2 separate regions of the Capsicum annuum genome follow, and region 2 is linked to region 1. A link is a contact called in public Hi-C data. All regions are on one chromosome and are shown on one strand. Each heading gives the region's core, a stretch centred on a gene start, on an enhancer-like site or on the middle of the called end of the contact. The rest is flanking DNA. Distances are from core to core; before and after follow the strand shown.

Region 1 (4,746 bases), core at 2,102-4,601:
ATAAATGATGTTACATGTCTTGTATACTATATTCTTAATGAAAACATTTGCAAAAATTTAACTACAAAAAGTTCAATAAAATCAAAAAATTTAATCAAAATTTAGAATCATATAATAATCAGTGAAAAAATGAAGCAATTATTTTTTGACTGAATACATCAATAAACTTATCATTTATTATATTTCCTACATGAACGTCTATTGTGAATGAACTACATTAATTTTTGTTTTTCTTTCCGAACATATCTTTTCCCAAATTTTCACGATCCTTCTTTGCAGGTCTTTCAGGGGGTCGCTTGTGTTTTGGGGAAAAAACTATCTCCTCCAATATCTCCTGTGGAATCACCCAATCATCTTTGTGGGGTATAGGATAAATGGAAAGATCATACGTTCTTGACACAGTTTTTTATTTTTATAGATAAGAGCAATATGATCCCTTTTGAAAATTCTTGCTATCAAGTACTGAATAAGCATGCACACACGGTATCTCGTCCTAGTGAAATGCATTGCAAGAATTTTTTTTCCTTAAGCCAAACAATAAAATGTTTATCCTTGTCATGTACTGTATAGACATACTCTGAGGCTGGTATAACCTGAAATTATTAAAACAAAATTAAAACTATAACAATAATTATTTAGTTGACATTTATAATTGTTCCAGTTTAGCAATTGTATTTTACCAACTCTGCATATGTATATTGCATGTCTCAATATGTATTTTTAGAAATATATGGCCTGTATATTTTATTTTTTAAAAAAATATAAATGCAATCAAACACTTAAAACAGAGTGCATATGTATTTTTTAAATACAAATAGCTGGCAGCATATGTAAACTGAAATACATAAAAGTAACTACCAGTGATCACATAAACAGACTACATATGTATTTTACAAATACATATAGCTGGCAGCGTATGTAATGTTAAATACATATATAAGAAGGACTTAATGATTCCATCCATGGTATAAGCAGCTACAAAAGTATCAGTATACAGTTTTCTGAGATGACTTGCATCAACGATTATTACAGGTCTGCAATGTTCGAACCCTTTGATACAATAACTTATTAGTATATACAAAACTTCAAACGAAATTCAACAAGAACAAATTGTTTAATTGAAAATGGAAAAAAATACAAAATAAACTGTAACAATTGTAAATCAATATTCAACCTACATAACGCGATGGAAAACTCTAATTTGTAAAAACAAATTATCGATCAAACCACTTTGTTCGAGAACTGATCAAACCATTATTGTTACAATTTTTTCAGCAATTTTCACAAATATAGTTCAAAAATTCACAAATAAAATCATATTTGTTTATTGATACCTGTATTTGCAGCGTTGTCTTATCAAACTTTTCTCAAAACATTAAACGATGAACATAAATTTTGGAAGCAGTCGTTTTTTTTTAAATTGATATGAGTTGCAGATTATGAAAAACGTTTTTGAATTTTGAATTATGTTGCTGTAAAATAATGGTTGTGGTTAAAATAGAGTCATTAAAGAAAAAGGTATCTGTAAAAGGTTAAGAAATCTATCAAATTAAATGTTCCTTAAATTAAGGAACCGTTTTTCCCATATTAAACTGAAACAGATTGGAGTTAAATTAGGAACAGAATCTTTAATTGTATATGCATTTAACTAGTAATAGTTTAATCAAATACAAAATACATATTGCTATTTTTTGTAATTTTGAAAGAGTTGCTATAAAACTTACAATTAAAGTTCTATAGTTGCTATTTCTGAAATTTTTCCTTTATTTTTAAATGAATGAAGTGAAACAAAAAAAAATCTCTTAAAAAGTAGGTCGAAATGGCCTAAGAAGAAAAGGGTCAAAGTAGTCCAATGACTATTAAATGGTAATAGTTTGGCCGACTGACCGTTATTTGACAAATTAGCAAATGCTGGCCATTTGTTTTAGAAATGGCCAATGGGTGTCTATTTCCCAAAAATAATACTCCCTCCGTCCCATTTTATGAGTCGCCATTTGAACGGGCATGGAGTTTAAAAAATAAGGAAAGACTTGATAATATTTACCAAATTGTCCTTTATCAAAAAATGTGCTACTATCTTTTTCTTTAATTAAGTGGGCCCAAAGGGTATAAGTGTAATTGTATTTTTAAATATTTACCAAATAAGGAAACATGACATTCTTTTTGGGACAAACTAAAAAGGAAATAATGACACATAAAATGAGACGGAGGGAGTATATAAAAGGGAAAATTTCAGAAATAGCAACTCTGTAGCTTTAATTATAACTTTTATAACAACAGTTTCATAATTACGAAAAATAACAAATTATATTTTGTATTTAAGTAAAATGTTGCTATATAAATACATATACAAATATATATGTATTACTTATAAATACATATGCACAACTGAAAAATACATATTCTTCTACTACTATGAAGTGGGTAAAATATTGCTACTTTTGTTATAAGTTGCAATTTTGAAAAAATATTGCTATTTATTATAATTATAATCTTAAAGATACTAGTTTCTGTAATTTTTCTAATATAAAAAGCAAACATAAATTGAAGGGCGATCCAAAACATGTGTTTGTGCATTTAGCCCATTCTGCTGTCGAGGGAAATGAGTTTTGTCCACGGTGGCCCATTAGGAGTTGACGATTGAATAAACTTGGGCCTATGAGAAGCCCATTTCATATCTCTTTCTCCAAGTTCAGATTTCTGGATCTTGAATTCCATAACAATTTTGAGGTAGTGATCAGATTGTATACACTTATCCTCCCCAAATCTAACTTTATGGAAATATACAGGTATGTTATTGTTGTCGTTGAATTCCATGATATTTCATGCAGAGCAAGCAATTCATATTTCTATACTTTTTATGGCTAACTTTTAATAACAACAAATACACAGTTGAAATTTTATGTATTGGTATTGCCGCGCCGCCAACTGGAGTGGGATGTGATTGATACTTAAATCTTTGTTACGGGTCGAACGAATACTACTAAACTAGCTAGCTGAAGGTCTAAGCAAAACGTAGCATTCAAATAGTCAGTAATAAAAGTTCTCAAATTAATAATCTAAAAGGTGAATAATAAAACAAAAGTTAAACCCCACTAAGAAGTCATGAGCGTCTTAACTAATAATGTTGAATAGATAAGTTTATGGGGGAAGAGGGGGGGGGGGGGGGGGGCATTCCCCGAAAATATAATACACCATCTAATGATAATAAGTCTAAAAAGAACCATTACTGCTAGGATGAAATAGGTGAATCTTGTCAGTAAATGAGAAAAGTCCAACCCTGGACATATGCTTCATCGATCACCACCACTCAACACTAGTCAGACGATGTGGAAGGCTCAAACGTGCTAAGTACCTTTGAAGGATACCCAGAAAGCCTCGTTAACAACCCTTTAAGCAAAGGACAAGATTAATGTGGATTATAGTACTCCCTCCGTTTTAAAATAAGTGAATTGTTGGGGTATTTATTGGTGTTTCAAAATAAGTGAATCATTAAATTTTTTTTTCAAATTTGCCCTTATGATTTGACAACCAATTAACTTTTGAAAAGGTCTTACAAGGTCAACTTTTTTTTTTTAGGGTAAAAATGAAAAGTTGTGTTAAATTTATGTCTTTTTTTCTTAATATGTGTGCCAAAATCTAACAATTCATTTATTATGAAACGGAGGGAGTACTATAATGAAGTGCGAAAAGTAAAATAAGTAACTTTACATTACAAATAGAATAAATATGTTAGCTGAAACTGTATCTGGAAACTGAGTTTGAAACAAGTAATTGAAACTGAAGATGAAAACTATCAAACTGACGTTGAAAATTGAATTATCTTTAAAGAAGTAACTTCTTAAAAAGATTTCGACATAGTGAAATTGTCGTGGGGATTATGATTTTACTCACTCAAGTTCAACCCATATGTAGGGCGATTGAGTGGCTTAATCAAGCTTAACCAATCGTGGCACTCATGTTTGAGAAGGTTGGCTATTTTTTTTCTTTCTGAATGTAAACGAATTAATATGAACTTAAGCTGAAGGTTTAAGCAACACAATTAATGGCACATAAGCAGATAATTTCATATAAGCTTGTAATGCAACACCTTATGCAATTTAATCATGTCAAAGGAGTTAGTCATTTTCTGTCATTCCGAGTGATGAGCAAACATGTGCACCTAACTAATATATTATCTTATGTAATGCAATTTAATGTGTGAGGCTAACAATTTAAGCACAGAAATTTATATGCTCACATTTCAAATATATAGGCTTGAATTATTCACTTCTCCACATTCTATTCAAATACTACTTGCATTATATTCCAATCTAGTTCTGAACTTGTGAAAGAAGCCTCAATTTACAGCAAAATAACCGTACAAGACTCCTATTGACAAATTAAGTGGTTAAAATTATGGTCAAATCCATCGGTGATCCCCTAAACTTGGCACCATCTTTCACTTAGACGCCTTAACTGGACCATGTTCATTTTAAACACCTCAAGTAGATAAAAGTGTCTTACTTTGACACTTTTTGCGCTTATTAAAATTAAGGTGAGGCGCATGTGAGTCAAACGACCCACGTGGATTTTATAAGTCATTTAAAACCTGTCACGGTGGAAACTACTTTATACATCAGCATATCAAAATTTAAGGAGTAAAATCTCACAAAATTCCCATTTCCATATCATTTCTCAAACCCGATTGAAGAGCTTCGCTATTTTTTATTTTTTTTTTACTTTTGATTCGATTTTCGTTAATTC
Region 2 (4,574 bases), core at 886-3,385, 77 kb before region 1:
ATTTCTGTTTGGGTATTTTCTAAGTTTTCCTCATAAATTTTTTGTTCTTCATTGATTTCTAAATTTTTTGTATTTGTTAATATTTCTGTATATGTTTCACTATCTTCGGACTCATAATTATCTGTTCCTTCGATATCTATGTTATTTATTTCTAATTCTTCGTTTTTTATTTCTAATTTTTCCTTAAATTGATTTATCTCGTTTAGTAATTTCTGTTCTCTATCTTTTTCTTCTTTTTCTTTTTGTCTTTGTTCATACAGCTCTTTTAACATTTGTAATTCTTTTTCTAATTCAGCAATTCTATTATTTTTGGTTTCTTCTATTTTTCGTATTTCTTCCGTAGTTTGTTGTTTTATTTTTTCTATTTCTTTTTTCCTATCTATCTCTTCATTTTCTTTTTCTATTCTTACCATTGCTGTTAATTTATCTTCTAATTTTAATTCTTCTTTTTCTAACATTAGATATAAATGTTCACCTATTTTCTTATATCTTCGTCCTAGATTAGAAAATACTATTTTTATTTTTGATCCTTCGTAGTTTTCATATATTTTTTCATCTATTATAAATTCTTCTTTATTCATTTTATTGTGAATAGGTCATGTTGATATATATATTCTAAGCTATCTATTTGTGATTCTAATTTTGATATTTCATCCTTTTGTGTATTTATTGAATTTTTACTAACTCCGGCAAATATATTATAATTTAGTCTTTCTATTCTCATTTTTAATTCTTTTCGTTTTTCAGAGATAATTTGTTTTAATTCTTTATATCGTTGTATTTTATTCATTTTAAATTATGTTTATAATATCTCGGTGGATATCTAAATCTAATTTTATTATAATTAAGTGGTATATGTTTCATTCTTCTAGATTTTAAATGTGTTATTAATTTTGATTCAATACTAGATATTAATGTAATTAAATAGGCTAGTTTTTGTGGATTTTCTTTTGTTTTATTTAGACTTATATATTCTGAATAATTACTAATTAAAGATTCTTTAATTTTTCTAAAAGCTTCTCTATTTTTAAATGGTCTTCGCATAATTAATTTAATTATAAGTAAATTGTTTTAACTCTAAATCTATTTTAATTCTAACAACTCTTCTAACATATATCTCTTCCGTACTTTTTAAATTACTTAGCTCTGATACCATTTGGAGGGGGGTGCGCGGATTAATAGGTATAATAGATTTATATAAAGTCGAACAAGTAGATATAAACACATTTTAGGTGACATCTACGTGGCAATTTGCGTGAGATTGACATGTAAATGTCATGTAGGATGCATGTATCTACTTATGCAATTCTATACAAATTTAAGTATCTACTTATACATATCTAAAGTTGAAGGGCATAGATGTCAGTTGAATCAAGGAATCAAGTTAAAGAACATGCTTATGTTTTATTTCTTTTATGAAATAAGATTATGAGAAGAAATTCACCTTAAGAGTCTCTGAAGAAGAGATCTTACATAGGCAGCTTATCCTAAGCAAAAAATTAGTGGCTCGAATCTGTAACCTCACAATGAGCAATTTTGACTTAGAACAACAATAATATATTTTGTGTAATCCTATAAGTGAAGTTCGAAGAGGATAGAATATACGCAAACCTTATTCCTACCTTTATGATATAGAAAAATTATTACCGATAATTATGTCTATTAAAAATGAATTGCAAATAAGACAAATCTTAAACGTATGGAGAAATTTCTAGCTGTCTCAAATTAAAAGAAAATGACCCTATAAAAATCTCATGCGTTTTATTTGCTTTTTGATCACTTTTGAAAGAAAAGGTCGTATAACTAAAATAGCATTGGTAATAGTAAGTACTTTCTATTTATCATTTTGATACATTTTGAAGGAGAAAAGGGACCTTAGTCTTGTTTTATAAGTTTTCCTCCCCTTCTCATAAATAGGCACTTCCCAAGTTTTAAAGAGCACAACCTTTCTTTTTATTCTGAATTTTAGATTTGTAATCACTAGATTAAGGTAAATATTCCTTTATCCATTCGTATACTATGTTTGATTGTTTCAGATTGTTTTAATGTTGCTCTTTAACATGCCATACTTTTCTTCAATTTTAGCAGTATCTTCTGTTTCCGTTGCTTCAGTTATCGTGTTGTTTGTTATTGTTACTTGTTCTCTTAATTGTTGTCGATCAATACAACCTCTTTGCTTCTGAATTTGTTTTACATGCTTGATTTGATATGCTTACTCAAGCTGGTGGTCTATCGGATATAGCCTCTCCAAGTACCTTCACAAGGCAGGGGTAATTGGCCGGTAAGGGTGGGTACACATTACCCTCCACATACTCTACTTGTGGAATTGTACTTGGTATTGTTATTGATTCTATTGTAATTAAATCACACTAACTATTTAAAAATATATATATGATATTAAATCATGCCATAGTAGACGAAAAATGTGTCATAGGATTTTTCTTTTAAGGGGTAGCTTGGTTGGGAATGCAGCTATGATGGGATTAGTTATGATATGATAAGTTATGATGGGATAAGTTATATTGGGACTAGTTATGGTGGCATTTTTTTTTTTATTGAGTGTTTGGTTTGTTATATTCAAAGTAATATGCATGGTATAATTTCTAAGAATAAAATAATTGATTACTTAAATACCCTCCATCTTATTTAACTTTTATATATATATATATATATATATATATTTCTTTTCAAGCTTTAAATATTTATTCTTAAAAATAAAACTTTCATCTTATTTAGCTTCATTTTTTTGTGTATGCATTTTCATGATTATATCGTGTGTATTTCAAAAATAAAATTTTCATCTTATTTAACTTTAATTTTTTTGCGTGTGCCTTCCCAAGATTATGTCGTGTGTGTTTAAAAAAAAATCTTACTACATCTTATTTAGTTTGAAATAAAAACTCCCAACTTAAGTTTGTTAAAATAAAAGAGGATTTATTGTTTATGTCACTTTATTTAAACACATATCACTCATATAATATAGAATATTAAAATTCATTTTAATTGATATATACAATATCAATTTTCAGGTGATTAAAAAACTATTTAATTTAAAATATGTAATTCAATAATGGGGTCGATATTTTAATTATCTTTTAGATAAATTAAAATATATAAATAAACATAATAATTATTCAAATAAATTTAACGTATAATGTATTCATAAAAAAAATATATGTGTGCGTGTGAAATGAAAATCATAGATTTTGGAATAGTTTTGTCATTTTATAATGTTATCCAAGGATAAATTAGGGTGGGATAACTTATACCACCAAATGTGTGGAATAACTTATCCCGAGACTAATATCAACCAAACATTAAAAAGTTCATCCCAAACGTATTATTTTATCCTGAAATTATTTGCTCTCGTACGCACACCAAAACATCCTAATAGTCATAATACTTAGTTCCCCTAAAGGGGTTACATTCTTTATATATCTCTGTTCAATTCCATTTAAATTTTATTTGAATTCAGGACTTCTTATTAGGTATGTTGAAGAGCTTTACGGTGACACTGCTGGACTTGTGAGACCTGATCAAAATTGTTATCATATAATCATCTAACATTGAGGTAAGAAATCTCTCGACTCATCTTGAAAAGTTACAATAATATACTCCCTCCGTTTCGATTAGTTTGTCTGATTTTGACTTCGCATGAAATTCAAGAAAGAAAAAAAAGACTTTTGAATCTTGTTGTCTTAAACTATAGATATATAGAATGTACCAAAGTATTTTCTAATGTTGTGGTGTTAATTAAACATGTCATGCGGGAAAATTGAAGTTAAAGATCTACAAAAGGAAGGACCTTTTGAAAGGGACTAAAAATGATGCAAGAGTGAAACTGCGAGCTAGAATATGATACCATGCCCCACTCATGGACACACACCTTTGGCCAATTTGATTCGCTGGAGAGGTAAACCAGTGGCCCTTTCCATTTTGTAGGTTATGAATTCACGTATGCGGTTTTCTTGATCGCCTCTATGTCGGGCAAATTTGATTAATTAATGTGTGTATCCGCTATAATCTCATTTCTATCGAGAGAGAGAGAGGGGAAATAAAGATTTCTATTATGTATATAAAAAAACATATGTGCAATGCAAATTCGATCCAACCAAGCTCCCAATCAGGATGAACTTGCCGAATGAACATGTTCGGGTGCATACAAATGACGTGTTTGACCGATGAATTCATTCCCATGTATTTAAAAACAATAGATGGAAACCTAAGTAAGTAGCAAAGCACAACCCCTTGCAAGAAGGTTCCCGGTTGGCTTTTTATGAAGAATCCTATTTTTCTGGCCCTAAGTGAGCCTCCTATTTTTCTGGCCCTAAGTGAGCCCTAGATTGTGAGTGAGCTTTCGAGGGGTAGAGATCTAGCGTTGAAATACCAGTGTATCATTTGTCCCAGTCCAGGTATAGATATGAGATGAAGTGAAATCCTGAGTCGATGTATCCACACAGGTCGCACTTATTATATCTTTAGAATATTGGCAGTAAGACAAGCAAAGTGAATAGAGCATCTTTCCGATAATTTGGTTTAGTTTCCGCAACCAATTATTTTCCCTTGCTTTGGAA

The links. A called contact is a pair of places that touch in the nucleus more often than the background predicts.
Region 2: a contact with region 1 is called in a Hi-C map of leaf, with 4 times the contacts expected there. The contact joins the promoter of LOC107878278 here to the enhancer-like site in region 1. A contact is called at or near these places in 3 of 5 Hi-C or Micro-C datasets (leaf and placenta).

What each region holds. Positions count from the first base shown.
Region 1 is chr7:195,838,251-195,842,996 of UCD10Xv1.1, reverse strand. No RefSeq gene overlaps it. Among protein-coding and RNA genes, the nearest start is that of LOC107878276, 15 kb to the right of the region's middle. Within about 2 kb of position 3,351, at least 5 of the 5 cell types and tissues checked have an H3K27ac peak or open chromatin away from gene starts, as enhancers often do. A contact at or near this core is called in leaf, where this site is marked.
Region 2 is chr7:195,914,025-195,918,598 of UCD10Xv1.1, reverse strand. It overlaps LOC107878278 (disease resistance RPP13-like protein 4), which reads left to right and starts at 2,135. Exons shown (of 3, transcript XM_047415346.1): 1 at 2,135-2,287; 2 at 3,476-3,571.